Regions from separate parts of the Mus musculus genome. Here region 2 is linked to region 1. Evidence: chromatin contacts called from public promoter capture Hi-C data. All regions are on one chromosome and are shown on one strand. The core of a region is the stretch at or near the end of the contact, and the rest is flanking DNA. Distances in the headings are between cores, read along the strand shown.

Region 1 (4,635 bases), core at 1,193-3,692:
GGAGATGCCTGCTTTGTGAATATTGATGGGGCACAGGACTTGCCCATTACTATGGAGACTCAAAAGATGACAGGATACAGCTACTGTAAAGAGCTGAGGTGCTTGAATGAACTTGGCTTTTTTTTTCATTTTCTTTTTTAGATATGAAAACAAATTTATTTTATTTGTATATATAATAACAATTCTAGGAAAGACTAAAGAAAATCAAGTCACAAATTAATAAATAAAATCATGAAGTCAGCAGGGCATGATGGCACACTCCTGTAATCCCTTTGCTCAAGAGATCAGGATCGGAAACTCAAGGTACCAAGAACAAAAAAATAAATAAAAAATGAAAAAAAAAAAAGATCTTGAAGTCAATCCAATCCACAAGAACCAGGAACTAGTCTTGAAATTTGAAAGTTACTATCAGGAAAGTAAAGTACCAGGTTTGAATCTATCAGTGTCTGCTGACGTGCCAACGCCGTCTTCTTTATCAGCAAAACGGGGTAATCTCATGCCCTCTGCAAGGTGCCAGTGTGGACCAGGACTTACATGTCCTAAGACACTTAAATTACATATGCTATTGCAATGCAGACAGCACAGGTTAGGAACCCTCTCTATTAAATTTCAGATGGGGCTCCACTCATCCTATTAAGTGAACACATTTAATAATAAAGTACTTGTTATGCTCTAAGATGCAAAGCAGTGACACAGAGCACTGTAATATTCCTTCCAAAACAGATAAAATCGGCCTCCTAGACCTCTTGTATGTGGCTTCCATGTACTTTGTAGAACACCGGCGCCACCCACTCCTTACTGTTGGCTTCTCATCTCTCTCACTTCTGTAACCTTGCCATCCTATTAGCCAACCTGTGTCAACTCTGCTTTGCTCCAGTTCCTGTCAACAGGCACACAACCTACACTGTCTATTGTCTGCTGTCTCATCTCAGTGCCAGCTCACACTAGAGCAAAGAAATTAGCCGTCTTGTTGTACACGAATCATTTGTAAGTTAACGTGCTTGAACTGTCTTTTCCTATATTTAGCTAAACTGCCCTTTAGAAAATAGTCAAGTGCATTGTTTGACACAGAATTTACCTTGAAGGCTGGACTCCTGACTTCACCAGACAATTTTCTGACCTTTGATTACATCGCTCTAATTGTTAATTATGGGCCCTACCTGTGACTGACACAGACTGGCCAAACACATCATCACTACTTTTTTATCAGAATTACTAACTCAGACACAAGGAGAAAGAGGTCAAGGACAGCCCCCTCTCACACACCCAATTGACTTTTCTCCCTGATGTTGTCAGTTCAATGGTCAATAGGTTTGGGGAAAGCTGATGAAGCAAATATAATCAGAATGTCACAGTATCTCCCAAGCAGACATCATGGCTGCTCTGTTTGTTAAGATCTCATTAGGGTCTGGTACAATCAATCAAATCCTGGGACGACTAAATAAGAGTGGGTTCCTTACTTAACTAGAATGAAGATAAGCAAAACCTGAATGGCGAAATCCAGTTTTGAATTCTGCCAATATTTAGTATCATCCTGTATATCTATAGAGGTAGAGATTTATTCTAAGTCACCTTTAAAAGGCTAGCTTCACTCTGGCCTATCTACAGTTTAGATGATTTCACAAAGATCATAAATGGAAGATCTGTTGGTATGTCAGCTGCAGTTCACCTCACATCCCTAGCTGTAACTGGGTAATAAAGTTATTCTAGTGCTTACATATGAGATGGAACAGGGGTACTATATTCTACCCTGGATGCCTGATGTATGCTGAAAAAATTGCTGTGCTTTGAGAGTTCATTTTTTTAATCTTTTTTCATTAGATATTTTCTTTATTTACATTGCAAATGTTATCCCCATTCCTGGTTTCCCTTCTGAAAACCCCCTATCCCTCCTCCCCCTGCTGCCCAACCCACCCACTCTCGCTTCCTGGCCCTGGCATTCCCCTACACCGGGGCATCGAGCCTTCACAGGACCAAGGGTCTCTCCTCCCATTGATGACTGACAAGGCCATCCTCTGCTAGCAAGAAAAAGGACCCAAGGAACTGAAGGGGTTTGCAGCCCCATAGGAGGAACAACAATATGAACCAACCAGTACCCCCCCAGAACCACCAACCGAAGAGTACACAGGGAGGGACCCATGGCTCCAGCCACATATGTAGCAATTAATTAATTTTTGAGATAGGGTTTTACTATAAAGTGCTGACTGCCTGGAACTCATGGAGATTTCTGCCTATGACTCCTGAGTGCTGAAACTAAAAGTGTGCACTACTACCAGCCTGTTCTGTGAATCTTGTTATGAAACAGGACCTCTTTGCCATTACAAAAGGTTAGACACACATTACTTTGGGGGTCTTGTGCAGTCAAATCATGATATGTGACTTCAGTTCTGCCAACTAAACAAACAAAACTGGCTTATTGGATATGAACAACCCAAATAAGCAAGGAGGCTGCAGAGGTTAATTTGACATTTTGACAACATTAGCAAACAGTAACATCTGTTAACCTAGGGAAGTCATACAAGCAAGTGAGAGGTGAAACCTTCTTTTAAATGCTTCTGATGGCCTCGAGTATTCAGGGGACACTCCCTGCCATGGTTCCTGCTCTGGTTCTGGCTGCCCAGCATCACCTGATCTTTCTTGTTTTAAAGTATAATAAGCAGGGCTGTCAGGCACAATACCTACTACAAGATGTCCTGATTAAATCAGCCAGAGAGTTTCTGCTTTGCAATAGGGAACTCTGACTTGCACATTCATTTTGAACAAAAAGATTCATTAATTCCTTGGACACGACTATGTATCCATAGCCAGCCCGTTGATGAAGCTGCTCTGAGTGATAAAGCATCAGATTTGCTCTGTAACTTCTACTTAGAACATTTATTTGGAAGAAAAAGTTTAAATGTAGGAAATATTGTTGGAATGTAAATCAACTAGGCAAACAATGTTCTACACTGGAATGATGAGCCAGGATTGTTTGTTTAGTTGGCAGAGCTGAAGCCACATGTCATGTTTTGGCTGCACAAGACCCCCAAGTAATATATGTGTGGTGTTTCATAAGGCAAACTCTCTTAAATGTGAGTTAAAGTGATAAAAATTTTGTCTCCTCTTCCCACTTCTCTATATTTCCTGTCTGCCTCTGTCTCTCTCTCTGTCTTACTCTGTCTCTCTCTGTCTCTCTCTCTGTCTTTCTCTGTCTCTCTCTATCTCTCTCTCTGCCTTTCTGTATTTCTCTGTCTCTGCCTCTCTCTGTCTCTCTCTCTGCCTTTCTGTATTTCTCTGTCTCTGCCTCTCTCTGTCTCTCTGTTTGACTTTCTGTGTCTCTCTGTCTCTCTGTGACTCTCTCTCTGTGCCTCTCTCTGTGTCTCTCTCTGTCTCTCTCTGTCTCTGTCTCTGTCTCTCTCTCTGTCTCTCTCTCTCTGTCTGTCTCTCTCTCTCTCTCTCTCTCTCTCTCTCTCTCTCTCTCTCTCTCTCTCTCTCTCTCTCTCTCTCTCTCTCTCTCTCGCCCAGGGGGCCAGTGTATACAAAAACATTTAATGAGATCTCTAATATACCAGATACCCTTGCATGCCCTAGATGGGGAGGGAGTCACTGTTCTTTTTATGTCTCTATCTCTGTCTCTCTCTGTCTCTCAGGGGGCCAATGTGTATACAAAAATATTTAATGAGATTTCTAATATACCAGACACTGTGGCATGCACTAGATAGGGAGGGAATCACTACCCTTGTTAAACTTGGCTCATTTAGAAATCAGGACAATTGTCCTACAGGGATGGGCCCTCAGCACAGTGCCTCTGCCACTGATGAGGGGAATGTCACAGTGTTCAATTCATACATCTGTCTTCTACAGTCTACACTAATTTATATGGAGCCCTGGTTAGAGATGAATGCATGAAGAACCAAACCAACACTTAAGATGTTAGACCAACAAACATCATAATTTCACAAATTAATGGACATTTCTGAGTGTGTTTTATAAAATTTGCATAACTGTGAAAATGCATTATGTTGATTTTGGTGATCTTTCAATCATGTATGATATGATTTTTGGCCATATTGTCTTAGGATAGAGCATAGCAGAATTAATAAGACAACTACCTCTATTCCTATTGTGATTAGTTATAGTCTTTTGGTTTTCCTTCTTTCACTGACAGTTTTTGAGCAGTAATTCATATACTAGCATTTGTATACAATTTAAACACATGTTTTTGAGGGCTCAGGACATGAGTGCACATAACCATGCTACCATCACCACAAACAAGGCAACAAAGGGAGTAGCCATGGCCATCTCCTACATCCTCACAGCCTTTTGTTTATATTCATTTGTTCATGGTTTTGGTGAAAAGAATAGTCTATGTACTATCTGGTCTCTTAACTGTTCATGCATAATATTGTATTGATAACTTTAGGCAACATGTAGTTAATTGCTAAAACCTATGTATCTTGCAAAATTGAAATTTGGTCCATATCTGGTAAGCTCATTCAATTTTTTCGAGTTAGTTTGGTTGGTTGGCTAGTCAGTTAACTAAGTAGTTAATTAGTTTTGGTAGGATCTCACTAAGTGGCCTTAGCTGTCGTGGAATTCTCTGTGTAGAGCTGGTGACTTTGAACTAATAGATCTCTGCCTGCTTCTGCTCCCTGA
Region 2 (4,635 bases), core at 1,447-3,946, 560 kb after region 1:
GCGAAGCGGAGAAATCCACTCTACCTCTGCCCTCCTTCCCCGAAGCTTAAAGTCTGGCTTAACAGACTTTACACTTGATATGTTATAAAATCTTAATCCATGAAAAATACAAAGGCCATTCTCGAAGGTTCCTAAGGGTTATATGAAGTCCTTTTCCCTTCAGAGATAGAATGCTGTTTTACCAAGTATCCACAAAAAGGCAGGGAGGGAGAGGAAGAAAGGAAGGGGGTGGTGCGTAATAAGAACACTTGCTATACTCTTTAGAAATTCTGGAGGATTAATGTAATGCATCAGAGGACACATCAGCTAAATCACCCTTTCTTTAACTAACTGGCTATTACAGAAAAATCGATGTCATTTTATCAAGTTTTCTGCATCATTTTTGCGAAGAGAGGTACACATTTACAAGGTTAGAATGTAGTCCTCATGTGATCTCTCATAGTTTTCAAACCATCACTAAAATGCCTTAGAACTTGATTTACTTGACTATAAAATACCAAAGAATAAAATCAAAGGCTGCATACCTGGCGGCTGGCATCCTTGGGACCTAGCTGAAGTGCCCAAGCTGAGATCACATTAAATCCTTTGACAATCAAGGAGTCCGGGAATAATGAAGCCAGGTACTCTGCATTGGATTCTGGGTACTGGTTTACTCTCATGTTGTTGCTCACATCAATGAGGATTTTGCCCACAAGCAGATGTCTCAGGTCCCACAAGGAGGTGTAATGTTCTCTATGGATAGCCACGAATATTATATTTGTTTTTGTTAAAGCATCTTCATGGTGGGTGACGTCTACCACGTGAGGAAAAAATTCTGATGCAAACTTGGGATTTCTGCTTCCTATGACCACGTGGTAGCCACATCTAATAAGCCGAATGGTCAGAGACTTGGCAAAATCCCCACTTCCTATCACCCCCACGGTGACCTGCCTTGCGTCTTTGATACCATTTATGCCATTAGGCAAAAACGTCTCCAGGCTCTTAGGGCTTCCCATCATAGAGATGGATTCCATGGTAGAGACTCGTCTAAGAGCACCAGGAATGACCTAGAAGAGAGAGAGAGAAAAATGTTCATCAAAAAATAAAAAAACAAAAACAAAAAACAAAACAAAACCCCACTTCTAGACACTGTAATTATGTTCTACATCTCTAAAGACAAAATATTTCGACATGCTATGTAGCCCGAACATAGCAAGCACAATTTGTATGCTAGAGCAGATCTCAGAAATAGAACAATAAACAGAAAGGTGATCGGTCAGCTAAATGGGGCACATACAAATACCTGGGGGATCTTAAGTTGTAGCTTCTCACTCAGAGGGCCTGCAGGGAGGCTCTGGAGGCTGCATTTCTATAAGAGCACGGCAGATGCTGCTGGACAGTGGAATTGCCTATGTGTAGCGAGGAAGGCCTAGGGCAAAGAAGGAATTTCACTCAGAATGTTTGTCAAAATCAGCTCTAGCAAGCATGCGATCAACACATCAGGTGGCAAATCAGAAATGACATCAGAAGCAGAGAAAAGGACCTTGATCCCGAGAGAGGGGGGTGGGGAGAGGGAGAGAGGGAGAGGGGAGAGAGAGAGAGAGAAAAGAAAACCCATAAAAACAAATTTCCATGCAATACAACCCAAACTAGACAATCATCTGGGGGTAGAATCTGTGAGCTATCTCATATATACCTGATTAACTACAGATTTTAAAGGAGGCTAAGATAAAACAGCCAACAATAAAATTAATGCCACTATTTAAACAATATTAAAGAAAAGCAGGTATCAAAATCTAGTAAGAGCCAGCCATGGTGGCACAAACTTTTAATGCCAGCACTCAGGAGGCAGAGGCAGGTAGATCTACAAGAGTATGAGGCCAGTCAGGTCTATGTAGTGAGTTCCAAAGCCATTCAGGGTTACACAGACCCTGTGTCATAAAATAATATAAAATAAAATAAAAAGAGAAAAACAACAACCTAGTAAAGAGTCAGCTGACCACCACAGACAGTTTATCATTCTCCCTGTATCCCATAACATAGGTCCTCTATTTAAAATGGTGGCAATCTTTGGCTATTTCACTGATTTTCAGCATTACTTAGTGATCTTAATGTCTAATTTTGATTCCGTGAAGGGAGAAAATGCACCACCTTTACACCTATTACACGTCTGTTTCACGCCTTTCAAGTCAGGAAGTGTAATTATCCACTCTCCCTCGGTGCAGTTCTGGGCTCTCAGGTAGTCCTTGGCAACCTGTTCCTACAAAGCCAACCTCACAGTACACATCACATCAGTGTAGTGCTGACTACCCTGTGAATCTGCAGTTAAAGGCACCGAATGAAACCAACACTCATTCCATCTCCAAATGAAGGGTGAACAACTTACCATCTCCTTCTCTTATTCACATCACCTAAGGAGGAAAAGTGCTACTGGATTCACTCAGAAAAGCCAGGCATTCCCACCAGTACTGAGCTATTCAGTATACACTACAGCATCTCTCATGGAAGAACTACAAAACATTTAATCTAATAATCATGATAATAAGGCCTTTTCCAACTAAAAACATGAAAAGTTAATAAATTATCTGCCTCTTAAAAAAAAAAAAAAGTTTAGACGGTTCTAAACCAGAGTGTGGAGAAGTATATAAATACCTTAGAACCTAACAATGGCACCTCTCAGAAAGCCACAACTTTTATATCTATTAATGGGTAACACTTGTATAAACATGCTTGGACCTTAATCACATAGTATTCCTAATGGCAAGTTCTAACTGGACCCTAACAGTGTAGTGTGGCTAGGAATAAAAATTAGCCTAATAAATGAGACTGTTTCATATAGTCTCTCTCTCTCTCTCTCTCTCTCTCTCTCTCTCTCTCTCTCTCTGTGTGTGTGTGTGTGTGTGTGTGTGTGTAAGAGAGAGAAAGACAGATAGACAGGCAGACAGTCACACAGAGAGAGACAGAGATGTGCACGCTCAGAGAGATAATTTTTCTTTTTTCTTTTAATTGGATATTTTCTTTATTTTCATTTTTAATTGTTAACCCCTTTCCTGGTTTCCCCTCTGAAAAACACCCTCCCCCTATCCCCTCTCCCTGCTCACCAACCCATCCACTCCCGCTTCCTGGCCTTGGCATTCCCCTACACTGAGTCATAGAGCCTTCATAGGACAAAGGGCCTCTCCCCCCATTGATGTCTGACTAGGCCATCTTCTGCTGCATATGCAGCTGGAGCCATGAGTCCCACCATGTGTACTCTTTGGTTGGTGGTTTAGTCCCAGGGAGCTCTGGGGTACTGGTTAGTTCATATTGTTGTTCCTCCTATTGGGCTGCAAACCCCTTCAGCTCCTTGGGTACTTTCTCTAGCTCCTTCATTGAGGACCCGGTGCTCAGTCCCATGGATGACTGTGTGCATCCAGTTCTTTATTTGTCAGGCACTGGCAGAGCTTCTCAGGAGACAGCTATATCAGACTCCTGTTAGCAAGCTCTTGTTGGCATCCACAACAGTGTCTGGGTTTGGTGGTTGTTTATGGGATGGATCCCCAGGTGAGTCAGTCTCTGGATGGTCATTTCTTCAGTCTCTACTCCATACTTTGTCTCTGTAACTCTTTCCATTGGTGTTTTGTTCCCCCCTTCTAAGATTGATTGAAGTATCAGAGAGAGATTTTAATTTTATTACCTAGTGTGTGTGTGTGTGTTGGTCTAGGGATGACTTTGTGGAGATTGAAGTTTTTTGTTTATACTGTTTGCTTAGGGGATCAAACTCAGGTCACTAGAGTTACACAGCAAGCACTTAGCCAATTCGCTGCCTTGCCAGCCCCAGAGACCTTTCATGGATCTAAGATATAAAACATTTATTGCTGAAACCATACACCATACTTTTGTGTGTAATCTCATAGCTCATACAGTATTTTTACTCACAGTATTATCTTAAATCCTCAGGTGGGTGAGCAATATATATTATTCCTCTTCTGAGATTCTGTGGCCACCTTGAAGGCACATTTGGTTTTTAGAGAGAAGAAAAGAAAAAGGGCCAAAGAGTGTGCTCATATCCCACTGGGCTCAGCCACATTTGGACCCAAGAGCAACCCATCTCCCATAATGGATAATATCTGATGCTGAGGCAGCATCAACATCATTCATAAGTTGTTTATCCTATACTCTGAGTCTTTCCCTGACTGTCTTACAAGTGGATACAAGAGCTCTTGATGACATTTATTCAATTAGGCCAAAAAAGACACAAAAAAATACAGGATTTACACATCTCAGTTGACAAGGGATGATGCAATTATAGTCTCAAGGTAGCTCTGCTCTACAGTGGCTCACTCTGAGTGTATCCGGCCACTGTGTGCTCTGTGCACAGAGATAAAAAGCAAAGGAAGGCACCACGCTTACACAGGAGAAAATCACTCATTGGGGAGTGACTGGATGTACTTATAATAAAAAACTAAAGTATATGGTCAGAATATACCTTAGAAAGCCAGGAGGGAACATTGCATGATGCATGCTCCCTTACTTGAATTGGATAGCCTCTGTTTCTCTGTCTCTCTCTCTCTGTCTCTCTCTCTCTCACTCTCTGTGCATGTGCTGTTTTTGTATATGTTTTTCAGTTTTTAAAAAAGGTTTATTTATTTTATGTATATGGGTGTTTTGTCTGCA

What was found. Capture Hi-C pulls out chosen DNA fragments and counts their contacts.
Region 2: a promoter capture Hi-C map of pancreatic islet shows a contact between it and region 1. The contact joins two enhancer-like sites. A contact is called at or near these places in 1 of 39 promoter capture datasets (pre-B cells), 1 of 115 datasets of contacts at active chromatin or transcription factors (bone marrow-derived macrophages) and 2 of 9 other capture datasets (liver and pancreatic islet).

What each region holds. Positions count from the first base shown.
Region 1 is chr5:5,126,054-5,130,688 of GRCm38.p6, forward strand. All of the region lies in intron 6 of Cdk14 (cyclin-dependent kinase 14), which reads right to left. Among named protein-coding and RNA genes, the nearest start is that of Gm30151, 240 kb to the right of the region's middle. Within about 2 kb of position 2,443, at least 5 of the 459 cell types and tissues checked have an H3K27ac peak or open chromatin away from gene starts, as enhancers often do. A contact at or near this core is called in pancreatic islet, where this site is marked.
Region 2 is chr5:5,682,010-5,686,644 of GRCm38.p6, forward strand. Steap2 (six transmembrane epithelial antigen of prostate 2) reads right to left here. Exons shown (of 6, transcript NM_001103156.2): 2 at 1,283-1,408; 3 at 525-1,046. The coding sequence starts at 1,013. All of the region lies in intron 1 of Gm40262 (a long non-coding RNA gene), which reads left to right. Among named protein-coding and RNA genes, the nearest start is that of Steap2, 9.8 kb to the right of the region's middle. Within about 2 kb of position 2,697, at least 24 of the 459 cell types and tissues checked have an H3K27ac peak or open chromatin away from gene starts, as enhancers often do. A contact at or near this core is called in pancreatic islet, where this site is marked.